Linked DNA regions of Triticum aestivum: region 1 is linked to region 2. The links are chromatin contacts, called in public Hi-C maps. All regions are on one chromosome and are shown on one strand. Each heading gives the region's core, a stretch centred on a gene start, on an enhancer-like site or on the middle of the called end of the contact. The rest is flanking DNA. Distances are from core to core; before and after follow the strand shown. Region 1 holds the start of LOC123128455 (protein PHOSPHATE-INDUCED 1 homolog). Region 2 holds the start of LOC123128451 (24.1 kDa heat shock protein, mitochondrial).

Region 1 (2,700 bases), core at 35-2,534, 240 kb before region 2:
GGCGCCTGGCGGGCGGCCGTCTGTCCGGCAGCGGCTGCTGGTGCTGGTGCTCGACGAGCAGTGAGCGGGCGGATTCACTCACGAGCGCGTCGTGAGGCGTAGTACGTGGGGCCAGTCCGGCCGGCGACGCGCCTAGCCGCTTCACCACCAGCTGGCGGCTAGCCGTACGCTACGCTACGCAGATCTCTAGGCGACGCCGGAAACAACACGTCGGATCGGATGAGGATGGGATGGCGCCCTATCGCGCGCATTAAAACGTGCGGATCGCGCCCTACGGAGATGGGCCGGCCAGTGGGTCCTGCACTTTCGCTCGCTTGGGCGGTGCCCTACCAAGATGGGCCTAGCAGGCTAATGATAATACGCGCAGCGAGGATCCGGGAGGACACGGGAGACTGGGGCGGCCTTAACTCGCCCATCAGCTTTACTGGGTCGTCATACCCTCTAACCCACTATTTGCTAGTAGGGCCTGAGAACTGAAAAGACCAACGCGGTAAATGCATTTCTGAAGTGCTGTGAGACCTTTTACTAAAAAAAAAGTGCATGAGACCTGCCAGATCGCGTCGCTGAAGCAGATCGACGGCCAGCTGCTCCGCCCGATCCACCATTTCCGTGCAGATGGCCATGGGTTAACATAAGGAGCACTGTTCCACGGTCTCGTCTCGCTTCTTTTGCCAACCACATTCCACCAAGCGCCAGCCCAACGCCAGTGGCAAAGGCAGCCGCGACGGACAAACCTGCTATACTGTGCTCCGACAGTACCGAAGTACCCCCAGTGCACTGTGCCTGCCTACACCGGATCCAGGAAGCAGCCCGCGAGTGACCCCGCAACGTACTTCAGAAAAGCTGGAGCTGCCCAGCCCGGCCCGGCCCGGCCCGCACCCAACGTTCGTATTCCTTCCCGTTCCCGTGCTGCCCAGCCGAGCGAGCGAAGCAGCTTTCAAACGCCTCGAGAAGCCAACCCCTGCTTTTACCCACTCCCGCAGCCCCCACTTTACCCCGTCCGGCCGCGATCACCGAACTGCCCCCGCGGCGTCGCGCGCGGGCGCGCTCACGCAACGGTCCCCGAGGGACAAAGCGACGGGGCAAAAGGGTCATTCGGCCTCGCGGCCACAGCTGGGCGCGAGCAGGAGCACGCGAAAAGCCAGCTGTCAGTGACCGTTCGGGCCAAGGACGCCCCCGTCTTTACTTTGGCCGCAGAAAGAAAGAAGCCAGCGGCGCCCCTCATTCATACGTCACGCGGTGCCCCGTCCCTCGGTACCATGCCCACCACCTTTGCGGTGCTCCACTGTCTCTCCCTCTATAAAACCCGAGCTCACTCCCCACCAGTCCATCACCGGCTCACGAGCTGATACAGAGCATCCTAGGCAAGAGGAGGAGAGACCCACCGCCTCAGAGCTGCGGCAATGGCGTCCTTCGGTTCCATGGCGGTGGCGCTCGTGGTGTGCGCAATGCTGCTGCAGTCCTGCGGGGCCACGAGGAGGCTGCAGGCGCTGGTGCAGGAGCAGCCCATCACCATGAAGTACCACAAGGGCGCGCTCCTCTCCGGCCGCATCGCCGTCAACCTCGTCTGGTACGGCAACTTCTCCGCGCCGCAGCGCGCCATCGTCACCGACTTCGTCTCGTCGCTCGCCTCCGCGTCCCCGGCGCCGGCCCCGCAGCCGGAGCCGTCCGTGGCCACCTGGTTCAAGACGGCGCAGAAGTACTACGCCAGCTCCAAGGCCCGCTTCCCGGCGCTGGCCCTCGGCTCCCACGTCTTCGACCGGTCCTACTCCCTCGGCAAGCACCTCCGGGAGCGGGACCTCGTCCGGCTCGCGGCGCGCGGCGGGCCCAGCCGCGCCATCAACGTGGTGCTCACGGCCGACGACGTGGCCGTCGACGGCTTCTGCATGAGCCGCTGCGGCTCCCACGGCGCGTCCCCGCGGTCCCGTGCGGGTCGGTTCGCGTACGTGTGGGTGGGCAACCCGGCGACGCAGTGCGCCGGGCAGTGCGCGTGGCCGTTCCACCAGCCGCAGTACGGCCCGCAGACGGCGCCTCTCGCGCCGCCCAACGGCGACGTCGGCGTCGACGGCATGGTGGTGTCCCTCGCGTCCATGATCGTCGGCACCGTCACCAACCCCTTCGGCAACGGCTTCTTCCAGGGCCCCGCCGAGGCGCCGCTGGAGGCCGCCACGGCGTGCGCCGGGGTGTACGGCAAGGGGGCGTACCCCGGCTACGCCGGCTCGCTGCTCGTGGACCCGGCCACCGGCGCCAGCTTCAACGCGAACGGAGCCCACGGCCGGAAATACCTGGTCCCGGCGCTCGTCGACCCCGACACGTCCGCCTGCTCCACCTTGGGGTAGGCTCGTACGTGTAGGACCATGATGGTGTGTGTGTAGTTATAGTTGCGGTGGCGTTGTTGCTGTGTGGAGAGTGTTCCACCTTCCACGCGCGTGCTGATGTTAATCTGTGTGCCTGTAGAGGCGTTGAGATGAAATTCTTTCATTTGTTGAATGAAAAAAGTTTACTACTCCCTCTGTAAACTAATATAAGAGCGTTTAGATCACTACTTTAGTATTCTAAACGCTCTTATATTAGTTTACGGAGGGAGTATTAATGTAAGAGAGCATTGTTCGGAAACTAACATTGTTACTAGTATCATTTTGGTGCTCACGGTGGGAATTTACAGCAGAAATTCGAGCAGCCAATGACATGCATAGTACT
Region 2 (2,917 bases), core at 375-2,874:
AGCACCAACGGATCCATCACAAATAAAAAGGCAGTAAACACTAAATCAAATGTCTAAAGCTCATCCAGATATATATTTAATGAGAAAATGTCCAAAATTAGCCCAAAAAGCAAGCATATGCATAACCATGGAAAATCATTTTGAAAGACAGCCATAACATTTATCCCACACTCGCTTGTTTTTACCACAAGACACGAATAAGTATTCATGCCAAAACAAAGATTAATACAAGGCATGCTACACAATCATGCCACTACTTCAACTACATAAGCAAGAAACCACGAGGCATATCTTCATTGCACAGACCTAAATTTACTGTTGGTGATATTATGAAAATATGAAGTAATCAGTACAAGGAGCAGAAAGATTGGAGAAGAGTGAGTATTATAGAGAGAGAAAAGAACAAGGGTCCCAATATGATATAAAATACTGAAAAATAAGGGAGGAACTCTGAAATATGGCGGCAGTTTAAAATTGAAACATTAGCACAAAATTATTCTTGAAGTGCATATCCTGGACATAGTCATATAGAAGAACCAGATCTCTAGAGTCTATGCCGGGATTACAAACAGCAAACCAGTCAACGTTCAGATTCATGTAACTCAATAGTGGTGCAGAAGGAACTTAAAACATACTGCTCGCGTGTGGTTACAAACTACACACATCGGCACTATGTGCAGAAGGCACAATTCATCCGATTTATTTTACCTACTCAACACTACAGAATGGGCCATAAAGTTACAAACAACACCTACAATAGTTGCAATTTTACGGTGTAAAAGAAACAGTAATTTGGTCAGATTTATGAGTACCAATCTCAAGTTCATCAAATTGCCTGATAGCCTACTGCGTGTGGGATTACAAGACCATCACGAGGCATCCCCAAATAGATCAAAAGCGGCTAAAACCAACCTAAGCAAATCGCGACAAGTACAAGGAGGCGCATCTAGAAAGACAACCTTGCATCTCCTTGGCGACCTTGGCCTGCATGTCGCGCAGGGCGGCGGCCTCCTCCTCCATCTCCTTGAGCCTACGCTTCATCTCGTCGAGCTCCTGCAGCGGGCGAGAAAGCGCGCGGTCAGAACTAAACTAGGTTTAGGGTTTAGCGCGCAGACAGGGAGCCGAGGGATGGGGATGGGGGTGGGGGCAGGGGTGGACCTTCGCTGCGTCGTCTCCGGCGGCGGCCATGTCGACGTCGGCGCCTTCCATGTCGCCGTCCACGGGGATCTCCTGGCCGTACACCTCGTGCTCCTCCTCGTCCATGGCCGTCTCTCCCCGATCTAAACCCAATTCGGTGGATTTTTTTTTTTTGGAGTTGATCCGGTTCGGTGGATTTGGGGTCGGAAGCGAAGATGGAGCGGGTGGGCTCGGTCGGTACTCCGCGTATGCTTCAGTTGGGCTTATGGGCCTCGTACTATCATCGCTGCTCTTGGGTTTTGGGCTTATAATGGACTATACGCCCGTTGGGCCTGGGCCTGGGCCTTGTAGGTGGGTCCAGACATCGCGGGGAAAGGTGCCGGACGCATTCCCGTGCCTTCTGGACTGTTCGGAGCGCAGCTGCGCGGCGGGGCATTCGCGAAGCTTCTAAATCCTTCCCCAAGCCACATCGCGGATATAAATCTCCACAGTCCCCGGCGATCCGCGTCGTGCTCATCGCAGTAAAATCCAGAAACATCCGACGAACACAGGCAGGGAGAGAAGGGAGAGCGTGGACAATGGCATCACGGGTGGTGTTCTCCAACAGGATCCCGCTGGTGCGCGCCATGGAGAACCTCCTGGCCGCGTCCTCCGGGTCGGCTCTCAGGCCGGCTGCCGTCGCCGGCGGCGTCCGCGGGTACAACGCCGGCGCGCCCCTCCGGAGCTACGACCGGGACGAGGCGGTCGAGCGCAGCCCCCGCAGCGGCGCGCGCGAGCGCGACGTCGGCGTGCCCAGCTTCTTCTCAGGTAGTCGTCATCCCGCACCATGCTTGTCACTCCAACGCGTTGGATTCATCTCTCCGCTGCGCGATCTGAACCAGATTCCAACTCCGGCAGCGTGCGTGACAGAGTTCTGTGCTGACTGTTCTTGTGCAGATGTGTTCCGTGACCCGTTCAGCGCGCCGCAGAGCCTGGGCCGGCTGCTGAGCATGCTGGACGACGTGGCGGCGGCGTCCCCCGACGGCGCGGCGCGGGCGGCGCCGCTCCGGCGCGGGTGGAACGCGAGGGAGGACGCGGACGCGCCGCGGCTGAGGGTGGACATGCCGGGGCTGGGCAAGGAGCACGTGAAGGTGTGGGCGGAGCAGAACAGCCTGGTGATCAAGGGCGAGGGCGAGAAGGAATCGGACCGGGAGGGCGCCGACGCGCCGAGGTACAGCGGCCGGCTCGAGCTCGCCGGGGACGTGTACCGGATGGACCAGATCAAGGCCGAGATGAAGAACGGCGTGCTCCGGGTGGTCGTGCCCAAGGTCAAGGAGGAGGAGCGCAAGGACGTCTTCGAGGTCAAAGTGGACTAGGCACTAGGCAGGATCACGCCAAGTTTCGCGTCACGGAATAGCCGAGTCGTCTCGTGTGAGCCGAGTAATAATAACTAAAAATAACTCAAGCTTTTTTGTTTGTCGTGTTGGGTCTGGATGTTTTGGTCTCGTGTTAAGTGCCTGTACGAGTATGAATCGATCAAACAATAGATCCGTTTTTCTTGGTCTTTCTTCTGAAGCAAATTTTACATATCGTATAAGAGGGCCACGGCCCGAGAATATAGAGCACGACGCAAATGATTTCAAATCCCTGAAATACTTTCTCTCAACCGTGATGCGGACGGCTGGCGTTTGTTGCCGTTATCCACCATTGTGCAAAAACCTTCCTTCCCATTCCCTTACGTCAGCTGGCCTCCTCCGGCCCAACTTGCGCCGGCGGCGCCCGATTTCGGTGGCCACCGCGA

What was found. Hi-C and Micro-C count contacts between places; a contact is called where the count stands out from the background.
Region 1: a contact with region 2 is called in a Hi-C map of leaf, with 5 times the contacts expected there. The contact joins the promoter of LOC123128455 here to the promoter of LOC123128451 in region 2. A contact is called at or near these places in 2 of 5 Hi-C or Micro-C datasets (both in leaf).

What each region holds. Positions count from the first base shown.
Region 1 is chr6A:555,390,327-555,393,026 of IWGSC CS RefSeq v2.1, reverse strand. LOC123128455 (protein PHOSPHATE-INDUCED 1 homolog) reads left to right here and starts at 1,284. Exons shown (of 1, transcript XM_044548456.1): 1 at 1,284-2,506. The coding sequence starts at 1,404. The coding sequence ends at 2,339.
Region 2 is chr6A:555,146,537-555,149,453 of IWGSC CS RefSeq v2.1, reverse strand. It overlaps LOC123128451 (24.1 kDa heat shock protein, mitochondrial), which reads left to right and starts at 1,624. Exons shown (of 2, transcript XM_044548452.1): 1 at 1,624-1,944; 2 at 2,074-2,680. The coding sequence starts at 1,716. The coding sequence ends at 2,492. LOC123128452 (polyadenylate-binding protein 2) reads right to left here and starts at 1,365. Exons shown (of 6, transcript XM_044548453.1): 1 at 1,159-1,365; 2 at 960-1,053. The coding sequence starts at 1,263.